Linked DNA regions of Oryzias latipes: region 1 is linked to region 2. A link is a contact called in public Hi-C data. All regions are on one chromosome and are shown on one strand. The core of a region is the stretch at or near the end of the contact, and the rest is flanking DNA. Distances in the headings are between cores, read along the strand shown. Region 1 holds the start of LOC101165337 (canalicular multispecific organic anion transporter 1). Region 2 overlaps slit1 (slit homolog 1 protein).

Evidence for each region. Hi-C and Micro-C count contacts between places; a contact is called where the count stands out from the background.
Region 1: a contact with region 2 is called in a Hi-C map of gastrula embryo, with 1.7 times the contacts expected there. The contact joins the promoter of LOC101165337 here to the enhancer-like site in region 2. A contact is called at or near these places in 3 of 5 Hi-C or Micro-C datasets (embryo, fibroblasts and gastrula embryo).

Annotation. Positions count from the first base shown.
Region 1 is chr15:23,132,408-23,137,212 of ASM223467v1, forward strand. It overlaps LOC101165337 (canalicular multispecific organic anion transporter 1), which reads right to left and starts at 3,481. Exons shown (of 33, transcript XM_020709601.2): 1 at 3,455-3,481. It overlaps LOC101162066 (canalicular multispecific organic anion transporter 1-like), which reads right to left. Exons shown (of 32, transcript XM_023963755.1): 32 at 3,920-4,258. The coding sequence ends at 4,132.
Region 2 is chr15:22,979,341-22,984,128 of ASM223467v1, forward strand. slit1 (slit homolog 1 protein) reads right to left here. Exons shown (of 36, transcript XM_011484467.3): 20 at 2,430-2,562; 21 at 512-580; 22 at 367-438; 23 at 204-275. Among protein-coding and RNA genes, the nearest start is that of LOC101161575, 39 kb to the left of the region's middle. Within about 2 kb of position 1,646, at least 1 of the 8 cell types and tissues checked has an H3K27ac peak or open chromatin away from gene starts, as enhancers often do. A contact at or near this core is called in gastrula embryo, where this site is marked.

The sequences.
Region 1 (4,805 bases), core at 2,231-4,730, 150 kb after region 2:
TCCACTGAAAGAGCTGCTCAGCGCCTCCACTGTCTGATGAAGTGGGTGAGAGGTGTTGTCCATGATGGATGTTAGCTTGGCCAACATCCTCCTTTCACCTACTTCCTCCACTAAGTCTAGTGGACAGCCCAGGAGAATATTGAGGGGGTTTATTTGTTTCTGTTTTTTTGTCTTTGCCTTTTCTGTGTCTCATAATAAAGACTTTTAGACTGTAATTCTTCAACAAACTTTGATCACCTACAAATGACGGCAGTCATTTCACAACTCATTTGTGACCGAAACATGCTTAACAGAAATGCCACCATATAAGCAGAGTCATGATGTTAGACTAAAAAGATTTGACAAAACTGCTCCCAGGATGTGCCTCACAATTGCTGTGCTCAACAAAACATGCAAATACCTAAACATTACCACACTGGCTAACATTTGGACATCACAGAAACAATCTGTGTAACAGGTAACAGGTTGTTGTCTTTGTTTCTCCTCCAACAATTCATATTTTGTGGGTAATAATAAATATCTCATTTTCTATTCTTAATTTGCAAATAGATGCAGGGAATCGGATTGAAATGGTTTAGACACATCTAGAGAAGAGACAGTGTTTCTGTTGGTGGAAGGAGGCCTAGAGGAAGACTAAAGAGAAGGATGCAGAGGAGGAGAATGTGAGACCAGAATGTTAGATGGAGGGAGATGATTCACACAGGTGGATTTTAAAGGGAGAAACCAAATGCCCAGAATAAAAAAGTTCAGTGCTTGAAGCTGTCTTCAATGCAACGGGTTTGATGGGTTATTGGAAATATTCTTTGTACTCTTTGACCTTCTGCTCATTTCCCTGTTGGCTGTTGGAATATTTATCTTTGGCAGAATCTGTCTAAACTAATTTTGTGTCTTTGGCCCAAGTTAAAGACCTACTCCAATGAAAATCCATCATTTTAATTATGATGGAGGACATATAGAGAGAAAATTAAGCTTAAAATTGCATTTCTGAGCATTTCTTTATTTAAATTATTGTGACTCAGGAGCAGACAAAAAATGCTGTTGGTAAAAGCGTGAAAAAGAAGTAGAGGCTACTATCGGCAGGCTAGAAGCTCCCTGCTCCGCTCCGTTTTGATTTATCCACTTGCATACAAATAGATCCATGAACGTGTTTGTTTTTTCCTCGTCTGAGCTGGCATCTGGCTTCACAAACGGCTGGATAGCTCACCATTTTAGTTGCACCACTAATGTTAGGTTAGGGCTGTTTGTGGCTGTAAGGTAGTGGGAGAACATGCAGTGTCTGCATGATTTCCAAATATCCAAGCCCTACTCATGACTGACTACCTGGTTCAGGTATGTCCAGCCAATTAGAACATGCCAGAAGAGGGTAAGTTGGAAAACATGCAAGAATCCAGGCCTTGAGGCTGGGAGTCTCCTATACCTGATGTAAACAGATGCAAAATGGGAAATGGGATGTTTACTTCTGTCATAGTGGTTTGTCCCACAACTTCGAGGCAATTTCTGATGAACTACTGCCGCTCTGCAGAAACTATGTCCTAGAAAACCACAGTTGCTAAAAATGGCATTATCATAATTAAAGGTCCACTGGGAACGCTTTTGAAAATAGACTAAAAAAGGATTGGGGTAGGTCTTTAAGTTGGTGCCACCTAATTCAGTTTTACTACAAATCAATTTTTCACACAAACTGCATTCATATTTGACTATACTGCATTCCCCTCTTATTTGCAGGGGTTAGGGACCAGAGATTCCCGCAAATAAGCAATCCCCACAAATACAGAGAACCACCCCCGCCCCCACAGTGGAAGAATGTCCGTCACCGATCCTTACCCTCCAAAAACCCTTCTGAAACATTTCTGGTGCTTTGTAAAACATTTTTTAAAGAACATTGGAATATTGCTCAACCTAAAGAGTTTTATTTAGGGCAATAATAACACACATCAGGAGGGTCACTTTGTCACTATCTGCTTTAAAACCAGGAGCCCGTGGTTCCTCATCCATCATTTAAGTGCGGGGGAGCATCTTCTTCCAGAAGAGGTCAGTTTCATTCATGTCAAACATCTGCTCCAGATGATAATTATTCTTTCAGATTATCTTCCTCAGAGTGTCAGGATATTTTCCGGCTGTTTCTGAGTCAGCTAAGACCATTTCTCTATACAGGGACTCAAACTTTGGCTGGTAGCGATTCAGAAGTATTTCTTAGAAGCCGGAGAATAGTGAAACGTGAATACGCGGAGGAACACTGTAGTCCAAAAATTATCTCCCTGGGCCTTTAACCAAATGCTTTGAACTGAAGCAGGTTGATGCAAAAGCAGTTCAGGTGATTATTCTCCTGTGAGAACGTCAGGCAGCTCCTTTGGACTTTTTCTCCATTTAGTACTAATGAAATCCTATCACTTCCTCCAGTCAATTTGCTTTGGTGATGTAAATTCTTTTTACATTTTAATGATCTGCTTAGAATACACTGCTCTTATCAATTAAAGAAAGGGGGCCAGTCTGACGAGTCCATTAATGCAGAGGTTTCTGCAGCATTACTTAGTGGAGCACATATGTAATTTGTGCAGTGATGATGCTGAAGGTTGTACCCATCGTAATGGCACATTTTGGCAGTTTACCACACAGCTAATGAAAAGATAAATATAGATATAAAACATTTATACTCATTAAATGTGCATTTTAATCCAAGGTTAAAGCACAATTGTCAGTATGCTTGTCAGTTGTCTTGAGTAAAAAAAAATGGTTGAGGGGATATTTATCAAATGAAAAATACATTTTTTAAATTTAATTTTTGCTTAATCCAATTTTTGTATTGTTCAATTGTTAGTCGTGTTTAGTTTTTAAATATTTTTTTTTATTGTAAAATAATCAGCTATTGAGTAACTAAAGGTCAGGTTGTAAATTAAATACTCTGTTTTATCCTGTTAAACACCAGATTCCTCTCACTAGATCTGCAGTGAACTTATCAGGCTTCTGAATCAGGAGTGTTAAGTCAATTATCATGCAGGGCAGAGGTTTTTAAGGACCAGGTTTTGGGGAGACCGGTCAAGTCCCCCAAAATGTGATGTCCATTGTGTTAGATTGGCAGATTAAAAGTCTGAAACACCTGTGTGACCTTAATTAGAGGGCACACCTGCACACAGTAAACGTTTTAAAAACTTCTTTTTTTTAACAGGTATGTGTCGTTTGTCATTTGCAAAAATAATGTTTGCTTTCCATGAAATTGTATTATTTTTAGTCTGTTTAACAGACTAATTTGTTAAAATTGCAATGCGGGGGGGGGAGCAATAAACTTACAAAAATTCATGAAAGTAGCGTCAGCTGACAGAACGAGACAGCTTCAAAGATAAAAATTGTTCATTACTATCTGCTGTGGTTTTATGCACTTATTCTCTTGTTTGTCTGCAGAATCGCGTAAATTTGTCGTCTTTTTAAGCGTTGAAAGATCGACTTTGTAACTCACCTGCTCACATCTTCCTGTCTCCGAGAGAGTGCTGAGAGCGGGGGCGTGATGCGGTGACGTCACGTCGGACAAGCAAAAAAAAAAAAAGAAGCCGCTACCTTTTCCACTCACACCTCTTAAACAAATGTAAACATTTAGCATGAAAAACTGTCACATTTCCAAAGAAATTATTTTATTTTATTACTTGAAAGATATTTTAACACAAGTGTTTTTTAATGACGTAATTGCCTAACTGGCACATAAGCAAATTATTTTTTGTGTCAAGATGTTCTTTTAATGCTTAAAGGTGCATGAACTTTTTTTTTAGTTGTTTAAGTTTATAGTTATAGTTTTTATTTTATGTTATTCATAAATGTGAACAAAGTGTGAACTGGTTTTCATCAAGAAGTCAGAGTCAAGAACTGAGACTGTGAGGCTTGTTTTATCCAGAACGTTTTACACAGAAAATAAAAAATAAAAAACTTCTTATGGTTTATGATGTATTAAAACACCTGATATTTTAATAAAAGATTTTCTGAGAAAGACAGTTTTATTTGTGTTAAAATAAAAACATTTACAGCTGAATTTGAAAAAAGTTGCTTTATAAATACAGAATTTTATCCGTCACAATGTTTATCATTTGAAGTGCAACAACAACTTGTACTTAAATCAGAAAAAAACAATGTGAAAGAATAAAATTAGAGAGCAGTATATTCTTGTGTTAGCCCTGCATCCTTTGCCATGGCATAAAACAAGCCCTGGTTTCCAAGAAGATTGCTCGGTGAATCAAACTCCACAATTTTACCAGCATCAAGGACCATCACCCTGTGGAGTGAGAACACAGATTAAAAGTGATCACACACAGAGCAGTGTTTATCCAAGACGAGTGGGGGAAAATCCTGCTCTGATTGGAAAATATCAGTTTGTATATTTGTGCTGTCTGCATGAGCATGAAGGAAACATGGGAAACAATGTGTACAGTCGGAAACTAAAGGCAACATTTACAGTCATAAAAAAGCAGTAAATTCTGGATCTATTAGAAATATCATTTCTAATAGATTTCAATGAATACTAAGAATCTTCTGTCGTAATATCAAAAGTGGATTTGTTTGAGTTGCAAAGGTCAAAAACAAGGATCTGTAAATGCGTTAGTGAATCCTGTAGATACAGTATAACAGGTGTGCATACTCAAAAGTAAAGATAAATCTTCATTGCACTGTAAACTGTAGCATTTCTTTCCAAAGGCTGAATTTTTTCTTTTTTCTATTGAATTGTGTTTACTGTCTTTGATTTATTTTATGTAATCTCTGTCAAAGTTGGAGCTCTTCTGTCTGTCTTTTCTTCTACCATCTTTGTTTGTAGATTTTCACAT
Region 2 (4,788 bases), core at 396-2,895:
CTGATTAGAGCTTTCTCTTCAAATTATGCGACACCAAAGAAACACTTGCATACAAAAGAGAAGTCAACTTTTCCCAGAAAAGATGCATTGTGGATTAAAAATAGGTGTTTAAAATTCTACTTCAGACCAACACAATAACATGAATGGTAGCAAACATGTGCACACCGCCTGAGGATGCATTTGGAAGGTAAAAATAAACTCACAGCAGTCGAAGCGAGTGTAGCCCACTGAAAGCCATTTTGGGAATGCAACGCAGGGAGTTGTAGCTCAGGATTCTGAAATGAACAAATAATCACATATGTTGTTTTTTTACATGCAACAGAAACAAAGAAAAAAAAAACTCTTTGCATCTGTGGTTGGACTTACAGAGTGGTAAGTTGGCTCATGTTTGCAAAGGAGGAGTTGGTCAGGGAGTTAATCTTGTTGTTGCTCAGGTCACTGCAAAAACAGAGGCCTTAGTTTACTGTGTAAAGTTGTGAAGAATACAGGGGGCAGATGAAAAGAAACTTACACCAACTGAAGGTATTTGAAAGTTGAAAGCTCCTTTGGCACAATGCTAAACTGGTTTCCATCCAGATACCTAAACAGACAGACAGATATAGAGATAAATCATCCTTAGTCTGGCAAAGTCTGTCAGACTTATTGACTATTTATGAGAACTGGGATGAGTGACTCTTCATCCTGGCGTTCTAAATAGTAAGTACCTCCTGAAGCCAAAGCGTAAGAAGCCAACATCCCATAGACTTCTATAGAGAAATAAACAGCTAATCTATCTGTCATTACCATTCTCTGAGACAGTTGCTAATCCTAATTTTTTCCATGAAAATGTTCCTTCAGTGCAAGTTATTCAAGTTATAAACTGGCCAATCAGATGCTTCAATAAAAGTGTGGTCTTCCATCGAACGCTTGAAACATTTGATTGACAGATTTTATGTAGCCTGCTTTCAATTGCCAACAAGCTCACTCCTAATTGGCTAGAGTGGTTGCTATAGAAATGTTAGCTCAGACCCATTTAGGCCAGCCACTGCCTGCTGACAATTTCTGGTTCCAACATGGCAACATCCATATCGTAAAAAAATGGGGAAGGAATTGACCTCATTTGGTTGGAGCTGTAAGTAAACCATTTTCCAAGGCTGACATCACAGCCACTCAAGTTCATTTTTCATATACAGTCAATGGTCAAACTTTATATGTGTTGACAAGAGAGTTTGGCGCCTCTCTTTTTTAAAACAAATTTAAAAAGGAAATTGTTCTAGAATAAACCAATAACTATACTCCTGAACTGCGTTTCTGTTTCATCACATTGTAAATGCACACCCAAAAAAAAAAAACACTAGAAGAAAAAAACTGTTGCTTTACAGGCTTTTGAAACAACGATTTAGGCACACATTATTTCAAGAATAAGCTATTTTACACAAATAGGACAAATCAACTGGAAAAAGAGGTAAACTGTGATGTGTCTGTGAATTTCTTGCTCATTTGCGATTCTAACCAATCAATAACTTCTGAAGTGACTTGAGGGGCAGGCACACACATGTGATAACATTCTGATTATGTCAGGGCCCCCACAGTTGACATCACGCCTGCAGGTATGCAATCAACCTGCTGACTGCTAACACAAAGCTCTGCTGCTGGTCTGTCACTTTGATAAATGGCTGATTTAGGGCCCACTCCTTCTCAGCAGAGCTGCAGGCTCCTGCCATTGTTGTTGACTGCATGAGGGGTGGGAAAGGCAGCAGCTGGGGGGGGGGGTGCGGTTAACTGGGAGGCCTTGGGTTCAGAGGTAATGATAGGTAATGACGGAGCAGGGGACACTTGGGATAATGATGGAGTAACGAACTCTCCAGATGACTAGATGAAAGCCCAGAACAGAGTGGTACACCTGGTCACACCTGCTGGGACAATGACATGCTTTGAGGCCAGCACAGCGCGTGTGAGCATTGTTGTGTGTGCATTTGCGAGCGTGTGCAGTCGAGAGTCAAATGGAACCAATTGAGACAGTATTAGAAAGTTCCAGACCTATTCCATTCCCTCCCCTTTCCATTGAAAAGTGCTCATTAAAATGTCCCGTGGCTCCCCTTTGCTCCTGCGGACAGGGTTTTGGCCCCCGCACAAGTATGCACACACAAAAACGGACCCATGCATGCACATACACACAAAAACACACAAATGCATTCTGACCCTTGGCTATGACTGAGGGGGTGACATCAGTACCCTGAAGGCAACAGAAAACACAGAACGAACAACGTCTGCGGGAACGTGTCTTTCCCTCCAAATAATGTTCTGTTTTATCATCTACTGCCTGATCACACCTCCTTTTCTGTTTTTGATGCTATCTGGCTCTGTTTCATATCCTCTCACAGGAAGAATCCCACCTGCAGGTCAAATTAAGAAATTAACAGAAGTGTAATTAATGCCAAGGAACTCACAGCTCGGTCACATTTCTCGGGATGCCTCTAGGCAGCGAGTGGAGGTGCTTGTTACTACAGCGCACCACCGTCTCCAGACAAGTACATTCACTGGGACACTGCGGCCGAGGAATGCAGCTCGACTCCTCTTGGCCTGGGAAAAACAAAGAGGTAGAGATGAGACAGACAGCAGGAAGCATGAAAAAGGGGAAATGACCAGGAGGCAAATGTGGAGACAAGCCAGCTAAATTGCATTCTTTTCTGGGGGAGTAAAGACCAAAACCAAAAAGTTAAATGGGTTAAAAAATAATTAGTAGAAGCGGAAACCAGCATTTACTTGTAGAAATTCTTTTAGCAATACTGTTTAATATCAATGCAGAAAAAGTAAAAAAATATCTGACTTGAGATACTTGAGAGAAGTTTTTGCTCACTGTGACCAACAAATTCCAATATAAACCTTACCCTATTTGTGTAATCACTTTTAACTCTAAAGAGTCATTTGAGCTGCACACTCTGTATTAGTTTTAATATTGTTTTGACCCAAAACCCTCTCATCTTTCTTTTTGCTAATTAGCTAATTCAGCAAATAAAATTAAGTTATGTGATCAAGAAAATAGATTATCTCTCAATTCTAAAACTCTATGCATAGATTTTAGAAGAAATAATAACGTGGGGACTTGAATGACTCTGGAGGGTCAGCCATGTGACAATCAAGGGTAATTTCCATTTATAATTTAAAGCAAAGTATTTATCATTTTGCTTTTCAGATTTCTTTTGTTAAGAAAAATGGTTTTCATATAACTAATGGTCTCAACAAAACAAATGTGCAACTTTGTTGTAAAAAAACGTTCTTAAAAATGATAACTGAAAACAATTTGAGACACAAAAACAATTTTAAAAGACTATTGAATTTTAGGTTTGATAATTCTAAATCAATCTTTGGTTTAAGTAAAAAGTGACATGAATGTGATTTTTTAAAACCATTTCTTTTGGTGAAGTCTTTCTTTTTTACATTTCCAGTTGCAGATAAATGATAAATATCTTGCTGTGTGAATGAATTTTAGATAAGCTTTCAGATTCTCTAACATTTGTTACTTTGGTACTTTGAAATAGAGGCAAAGACGTAGTTCGGGAAAATCTGACAGGAGCTCTGGTTCAATTGTTACAATCTTAAATCACCACATTTTAACGATAATCATAATCTGGAGTCATGTGTTTAAATGTTTACGGTTACACCAAAGGTGGCAGTGTGGACACAAACATTTTTTAAAGGTTTCCTTTACTCAAAATGTGATGTCAACCTCGACAACATTTATACCACAAGCAAATTTTGAATGTGTGTCTTTTAATTTAAAATATAAATAAAGCTGAGAATTTTTTTTTTTTTTTACAACGGTGCTTGTCTGAATACAGAGAGTCACTTGTATCACCAAACAGGAAACTTGTTGGTTTTGTCTTGAAACTAAACACTTATGTGTTTGGCCCCTACTGAGAACTTACGTCACTGTAAAAAAAACAGGGACTGAGTTAAAAAACACAGAAGTAGTCAAATATACAGTTAAAAATATGCCATGTTATAAGAAGCCAGTACATTAAGGTTCCATGTCCCTCTCACATTATCTTTTGATCTATTTTAAAAAGCATTCCTAGTGGTCTTTAAATCATGATTATCCCGTTCTTAGCCAAAATCAAAAATCCTTTTAGAAATTAGAAATTGGCCTCTGAGTTTTGGGCCTGTACCCCACTTCCCGACATCCATCTGTTTACACACTACCACGAGCTTACAGCTCGTAAACCTCTGAACATTGTCCGAGTCTGAAATCAGGTTTTTTTTTAGGGTGATTCTAACTGGCAAAACTGGCTTTCAAAGTTTCCCACATGTGAATAATCTCTCTCACTGTGGAATGATGGACCTCAAACTGTCTGGCATTGGTTTATAAACTTTCCCAGAATGATGGGCATCAACGATCGCTTATTTGAAACCATTACTGAGCTATTTCCTCCACGGTATTGAATGAACGCACCTGAGTGCACCAATTCTGCAAACTGCTGAGACTTCTGCTTTTAAAGAGGTCATCAAGTGTTTCTCACAGGGTTGCACCTCAAAATGTTGCTCATCATTTTAAGATGGTAATTATTTTTGTGTGATCTTTTTTGAAAAATTAGAATTTCATCTTTTGGAATTGATTGAATGTCTCTTGTCGTTAACCTCTTACGTCCAGCAGTGACTTCCCTTCTAACCTTCAGTTAGCGGAGTGTTAAGACAAAGAGGAAGTGAAAAATGGAGAAACCAAAACAGGGTAGGGGGAGAGGGGCCTCACTAATGTAATATTGAACAGCAAGAGCAAAGAATGGAAGCTGCCCCAGGCCTGAAGATAAG